2 separate regions of the Sus scrofa genome follow, and region 2 is linked to region 1. Evidence: chromatin contacts called from public Hi-C data. All regions are on one chromosome and are shown on one strand. The core of a region is the stretch at or near the end of the contact, and the rest is flanking DNA. Distances in the headings are between cores, read along the strand shown.

What was found. Hi-C and Micro-C count contacts between places; a contact is called where the count stands out from the background.
Region 2: a contact with region 1 is called in a Hi-C map of subcutaneous adipose tissue, with 2.7 times the contacts expected there. The contact joins two enhancer-like sites. A contact is called at or near these places in 16 of 47 Hi-C or Micro-C datasets (brain, embryonic fibroblasts, fetal heart ventricle and 9 more) and 1 of 2 datasets of contacts at active chromatin or transcription factors (skeletal muscle).

Annotation. Positions count from the first base shown.
Region 1 is chr7:83,073,633-83,077,077 of Sscrofa11.1, forward strand. It overlaps a transcript of NR2F2 not described here. Among named protein-coding and RNA genes, the nearest start is that of NR2F2, 15 kb to the right of the region's middle. Within about 2 kb of position 1,514, at least 42 of the 83 cell types and tissues checked have an H3K27ac peak or open chromatin away from gene starts, as enhancers often do. A contact at or near this core is called in fetal skeletal muscle, liver, omental adipose tissue and 3 more, where this site is marked.
Region 2 is chr7:84,095,560-84,099,367 of Sscrofa11.1, forward strand. No RefSeq gene overlaps it. Among named protein-coding and RNA genes, the nearest start is that of MCTP2, 870 kb to the right of the region's middle. Within about 2 kb of position 1,657, at least 28 of the 83 cell types and tissues checked have an H3K27ac peak or open chromatin away from gene starts, as enhancers often do. A contact at or near this core is called in fetal skeletal muscle, liver, omental adipose tissue and 3 more, where this site is marked.

The sequences.
Region 1 (3,445 bases), core at 264-2,763:
AAATCTGTTCTCTATTAGAGGAGATGAGAGTCCCCCTTCCCTGTTTTCAGGCATTTACAGATGCATCCAGGAGGGCAGATACCAAGCCCCTTTGTGTCTCCTTATGAAAAATTCTCCCTTTTCCCCTTTGGCTATGAAACCAGGTCTCCTTGCTGGGTTAGCACCTCGCTCAGATTTTGAGCAGGAGCCCAGGAGAGAAAGAGAGAGAAAGAAAGGGAGATAGATAGAAGTGAGGATGGAAATGTGGAGGGTGGGGGCAGTTCTCAGTCCTCTGGTTCACGCAGCAAAACTATTTCCCTGTCTTTCTTTGCTATACAAAAGATGGCTTTCCCCTAAACCAACACAGTAAGCAAACTTTAAAAAACTGGGGTCCTATTACAAACCAACGCCCAGCACTAACTGCTTTAAAATTACTGCATAATTAGATTTAGTTGAATTTCACCATTAATTAGGCAGCCGCACTGCAGGGAGCCTTTGAAATCTGAGAAAATGGGAAAAATCATCTGAAGCACGTTTTTTAAACCTAACTTCAATAAATCTCGACGAGGCCCGGAATTCAGAGAGAAACTCGCTCCCCTCCCAGGCGGCTGAGGGTAAGGGTCTCCAGGCCTGGGCCAGAGCTCGTATTGGACCGTAAGGGGCCATTCCCCCAGCGCCTGAGAGCTCGACCAGGGCCAAACCACTGTTTCCCCAGAGGCCCTCAGAAGACCCTCTCTGGGAGGTCAGGTCTGTTCCATGGCAGACCTCGCCTCCTCTCAAACCTATTAAAAGGGACCCCCGATGTAGAAGCGCTCCTATTAGGGGCGCCGTCCATGCCGCCTCACACATTTCTAGGACCTGCGACCCCCAGCCCGGAATCGGCCCTCGGCCCCTGCGCACCGGCAGTCAGCTCTCTGCCCCCCGCAAAGCCACCTTTCCCCTAACTTTGCCACGCAAGCAGCAAGTTGTGCCCACGTCCGGCGGGGATCGAAGCCCGGCCCCCACCCCTCAGCTCGGCGGGTGTGTGTAGGGGGTGGTCCCGGCACACCCCCTCCCCCTGCACGGCCCCTGCATTAATGAGCGCGAGAACTGACCGAGGTCTGTTAAATACTGGCCTCCCCCTCCCCTATACCATTCAAACATTTAAGATCTGTGGAGAATACAGACTTTTTCTAATTTGGTTCCTGTTGGGAGAGGAGACCTGAAATAAACTCTCCCTATTACAAGGGGGAGGGGGCGCAGAGATAAGGGGATACTGTATTACCAATATGTTCCCTACCAATTCTGCTGCTTTAATTACAGAATAATCGAGGACCGCACTCACTCGCCAGCTAGAGTTTAAAAGAGGGTTTTCTGCCTGCAGATGGAATGGCCTTTAGCCGCCCCCCCCCCTTTTCTTTTTGGTAACCAATGTGTTTTCTATTACCCGGCCCTGCCGTGCCTGGCAGCCCGGCGCTCGCGGTGCAGTGGGAGACGCCATGTTGGCTCAGCTCATAGGACCAAGTCAAAAGCGAGCTTCGAGGCAGAGTTTCACACGCTCGAGCTCCCCCTGACCGCCCCCCGCCTCCGCCCCCCGCCTGTCGCCGCTTCTTGCACATCCTAGGAGAGCAGCTCGGAGCGCCCGGCACCCCGGACTTTCCGGGGGCGCTGGCGGAATTCCGCCGCACGTAAGTGGGGGGCGGAGGCTGGGGGGCAGGCACTTTTCCTCAGCTGCTGCCAACTCCAGGCCCCGGTCCCTGCAGCCGGCCGGATGCTAACCCAGCCGTCTCCGCGGAACCAGCCCCGGACGTCTCCCGCTAACTTTGAGCCCCAGCCCCTGGCGGCCGGGAGAGAACTAATAGTGAAAGGCCGAGGCAGGGCGGCCGCGAGCCGAGCGAACAGGCTAGGAACCAGCCCCCCCCCCCCCCCGCCCCAGCTCAGTCATTCCCCAGGTTTGTTTGAAAGTGACGAGAAGCAGCGATCGCCCCTCTCTCTCTCTCCTCGGACTATTGTTGCATTTCGCGTCTAACTGGGTTCTCTCACACCCCCGAGCGCCAAGAGGAGGAGGGGGAGCGGGGTTGGGAAAAGAAATAAAGCGAGCTCAGATCAGATAGGGGGGAAAAAAAAACCCAGCAAGGAAAAAGAGACACTTAAAGGGAAAGAGTCGCCATGTTTAGCAGCTTTTTTAAAGATCTCGTCAATTTCACACAGAACGCACTCGCTGGGTCCCAGCCCTCGTCTTTTGTCCAATTCAGTCGAAGCAAAGATCTTTTGTTCTAACTCAGCGTGAAAAGAAAAACTTTCTTTAAATGCAATAAACTTAAACCAAACTCAAGACTCTAAACAGATCCTCCTCCGGCCACTCTAAACATATACAAGGGGTTTTGTTTTAACCGTTTGAAAAATTTTGGGTCCTGTTTTTCTGCCTCGCAGACCCCAAGCTCATTGCTGAAACTTAGAGTGAGAGAGAGATTTCCAACGTCTAGAACACATGCTTTAAGCAGAATAAAACAGGGACTGTCTTTTGCTTTGAAAATCATAAATTATAATTTAATGCCAATAATAATTTACAACAAATGGCTGTTTACAATAAACTAACACAAAACAAACAAGGAAAAGGGCCTGTGTTTTACTTATTAGAGAAACTTCACACACTCACATGGATAGCACTTGCAAGAGAAGAAAATAAACAACAAGCTACAAAACCTCAATCTAGAGGTCAGCGATGTTCTGCCATAAGAACATACTTATATTTATGTATGTATATATCTACAGAAAGAAGCTGAGGGTCAGATGGAGAACTCTGCTCAAATGCACAAATCAGACAGATTTTTCCGGTCTACATGTATTGACTGGAACTGAGTATCAAAGTTTAATACACTTTACAAAATGATCCTTTTCTTTCACATCCCCTTACCCACCCCCTTTTAAAATTAAACCACAACCATAGTGATGTATGATGGCGGTGGGGGTGCTGCAAAGCCTCAGTAAGAACAAAAATTGCAAGCTCCCACACACTGAGCTTCCTCTAAACCAGGAAAAGAGAAGGGGGGGGGGGAGAGACTCCAAAACAAAATAGTTACTACTTCCAAATCTGCACACCCTGTAAAGTTTCCTTCTTTCTTTCTCTTCTTTTTCTTAATTTGGCTTTTAAGGACAAAGGATCCCAAGAGCAGTACAGATTATATCTACACAATCTGAAATGTCAAAATGTCGATGTGTTTTTATGTACATAACTCCAATGGAAAAGATTCCCTTGACCTGTGGTCACGCTCTCACAGAATGAACTTGGGGGGGGGGCAGGCCAACTGCAAGTTATCATATATACATTAAAAATAAACCCTTCAGCCGCTCTAAGCTATATCACTGAATTTGAAATCCTCTCAACAACCACACTAGATGAGAACCACAGAATATTTTTAAAAATCACACTTACTTAAGGAAAAACTCATTGCAAACAACTGCCTTCTATTTACAAGGCTGTGAT
Region 2 (3,808 bases), core at 407-2,906, 1.0 Mb after region 1:
AGAGGATCCTCGTTGCAGGAAAGATGAGGAGGTCCTGGTCAGGCCTGAGGGAAATTTGGACATCAGCTTGAGACCAGCTTTCCCTCTCACCTACCATGTGAAACCTCTACTCTTGTCAGAAAAGAAAGCCCATGTCCTGCATAACTGATTCTCTTAAGAAGAGAGTACATCTAATTTGGTGATGTAGCGAGTGGATAACCAGGTGACTTTTACCTTCCAGTGACTTTGGGCCCAAATTCAGAATATCACTTTACACTTTTGCCAAAGAATATGATAAAGGAAGGGCCAGAAAGAAAATGAGCATTATAGAGTACGGCTCCTCAAATCCTGATCTTCAAAGATATGGAAAAATATATGTCACAGTACTACAGCACAAATACCTGTCACTCACTCCATCCAGCTGTGACAGTGTTCCCATGATAGGATTAACAGATGTGCTTCTTGGAATTCAGCTTGTTTCTCCCTCATCTTTAGGTATTTAAAGGGGATATTTTCTATTTTGTTTTCAAGAATGAATTTCTCCCTCCTTCAATTATCCTAGATATAACAATGTTAAAGATAGGTCTTGGAATTTCATCAAAAATCCTAAATGATTATTTCAGCTTTTTCAACTTTTTCCTCTTCAAAAATCATTCAACAAAGCAACTAATTAGTAAATACATAGGCAGACTTGAGATTCACTATTCCTTCCCCATGTTTTCTTCAGAAGTAATAAAACACATTTTTAAAAATAGCAGAAAAATAAAAGAATAGAAAAGTTGGATGGAAAAAAGTTAATCAAATCACTGAATAATATTCATAGATTGAAAACTCAATTCTGAAGGGAAAGATGAATAACAATGGGATCTTTTGAGTGTCAGGTGTTCATTTAATCTCCACAATAGAGTTAATACTTATGAGGTACAAATGAGGATAGGAAGAGCTGGCAAGTGCCCGACCTGAGGTTGGAAGCTAAGATTTTTTTCTTTTTTTTAACTTGAAAGACTGAACTCTCAAGACTGCTGCTTCAAGAGTTGGTTGCATGTATCATAAGATCATGTAATGACCTTGACATCTACACATTCTGTTTAGAAGAATGCGTAGATCTGTGTATCTTATCTATGTCCTAACAGAAGGAGGCCCATCCAGAGACCAGGCTGTCTGTGAGCAGAGTGTCAGCCTTCAACATGTTCTCCAATCACCTGGGGTTGTGTTAAGAGGCAGATTCTGATTCAGCAGGTCTAAGATAGGGTCTGAGGTTCTGCATTTCTAGCAAGTTCCCTGGTGATGGTGAAGCTGTAGACCCAGAGCCTACCCCTTAAACTACCAGGGAAAAATATTAAATGGACAAGGAATTTAAGGAGCCATAAAAAGATTTAGGATGCTGAAGGACCAGGAAAGAGGTTTAGGATAAGGAACTGACCTTATTAAAATTAAAACTAGGCTTTCCTAGGGGAATTCCTTCTGTGGATTTCAAAACCATTTGAAAAGCACGTTAGGAGCTGGTATACACTTCTGGTTGTCTTTCTACATTAACAAACTTGGGGTTCTCTACCCACACACAGGTCCATTGAAGTCCACAGCTGTTTTGTTTGGACAGGCTGGTACAAAGCCTGAACTTGCACACAAAGAGTTTATCATCAACACGGACCTTTCTCTGACAGCTGTCTTCCTGCCCAGCCCCAGGGCCCTGGCCAAAGGAAAGGGAAAGGGCTGAGGAAAGAAGCTGTGCTGTCAGCAAGCTGTGGTAGTTGCCTGGCTTCAAGAGCTGCGAGAATCACACACACACACACACACACACACACACACACACACACACACACCAGACTGAAGATCGGAGAATAAGGATTGAATAAATAGTTTGACAAATCTATTGGTTTTGTCCATATAAGCTGCTGGAGAAGCAGGGACTGTATTTCCTATAATAAAACAAGGAATTTCTACAAAGCACAAGGTCTGATTTCTCAGTCCTACTTTAAAATCTGCTGTGGGTATACGTGTCCACAAAGGAACAATATGTATCCCACCAGCATAGGGTTAGGCACATGAAATGAGTATTAGGCAGAGGAGCGCCACATCTAGTAGAACCGATAAAAATCAGGGTCCTTGTCCGCTGTGTAAACTGAGAGGAAGAGGCGCCTTCCCCGACTTCCTTTGGGGAAGGTTTGTTTTGTGCTGGTGAACTGCTCCCCCTGGTGGATCAACAACTGATTAAGTTTGTGATTCCAGATTGCAGGGAACAAACATGCTTTGGCGAAAACTGGGCGGTTTCAGGTATAGAGACATTCGCTCCAGGAAAAAACTAACTTTCGAGCACCTAAAATAAACTGAATGCCTAGCTTGGTCTTGGACTGACGCTGAGCTTATTTCTCTTGCAAAGTACAGCGTTTGTCTCCCCCAACACCGTCGTCCTTACCATGCGTGTTCTCATTACGGTTGTTTTGAAATCATGAGTTTGTGCTGACTCAAGCGACGTGGATAACTCTAAGTTCTGTATTTCATTTTCTTCTCCTTTAAAAATAACTCTGGACTGGACAAACAACCTCAGAGCAGGGAGAACATTTTGCTGTGAAATCATTCATTTCCCATACTTCCTGTCTACTTCACTGCTCTCTAAGAGGTGGTCTTGACGACTGTGGTTAATTTATGCCTACATCCCTTGTTCTTAGTACCTGCCCTCAAGATAAAGGTGAGTTTTACAGTTTTCCAAAGATCATCTTTCTACCAATATTACATATTTTGATGGCAAGAAAGTTCATGTTGTTATTTGCCTTAAAGAGGCCTGCCAGAGAGAGAGGGGAAAAATTGCAGGTCAGGAAGAGATGAAAATCTATGGTAACTCTCTCACTCTTTCGAACATTCTGCGAGTCACACTGCAGCCTCAGTCCAAACAGTTTATAAGCTAAATAAAGAGGTATTTTAAATATTTATTTAACAAGACATATTTTAAATAACCTACATATGTAAATAGAGCGTTCTTAGCCTGTACATTATTGCAAGGTCGATTCTCATGTTCTGATATATAATTAATTACTGGTTTATTCCTCTGTAAACCGAAGCAGAGAATAAATCAGCGATGCCAGGTCACCAATGTCAGCAAAAAATTGTAATACCCTCTTGTCGATGGGTCTGTGGAAGGGGAGCTGAGACTGTAAAATCTATGGTGGTGATGGACCAAATTATGTCCAAATGGCAAGTTTCTATCCCAATTTTAGTTGCTTTCTCCTGAAGTCTAGGCTTTCTTCTGTGCTATCTAGGTGGGCATGGAATGCACATATCCTAATTTAAAAGAAACTTGGAAAAGCATATGCAATGTGATCTATGCATTTTATGAGGTAGAGTCACCTAAAGTAAATGCATACCATGAGCATTTTCAGCAGCATTATTATAGTTAGAAACAAAAACAACACAAATACCAATCATTTGGATAATTTCTAGGTAGTTGAAAATATGAATATCTTTAAAGCAAATTTCATGCTTCCGTTTTTAATTTTTGAGGAAAAAAATACATGCATACATTTTTTCTTCTCTGCTTAAAATGAGTGTCTGTCTTTTCAATTTTCCCACTGAAAAAGAAAAAAAGAAAAATAATTTTATCCTAGACCTGATTGTTTCTAGATGGGAAAAACAAGGGACAAACTTATGTGGCTGCAGAAAGCTGTGGAAGGTTTGTGCTAAAGGAATCCTAAGAAAAGAGTTTTGTGCATAGTCAAGACTGATTAAGATTAAATTGCATTTAATTAAATAAATAAATTTTGTTATTAAAAGTAAACTAATACAAAAATGAATAAATTTTTCCACTGAAAACTTCTAAAGGATGAAAATGTTG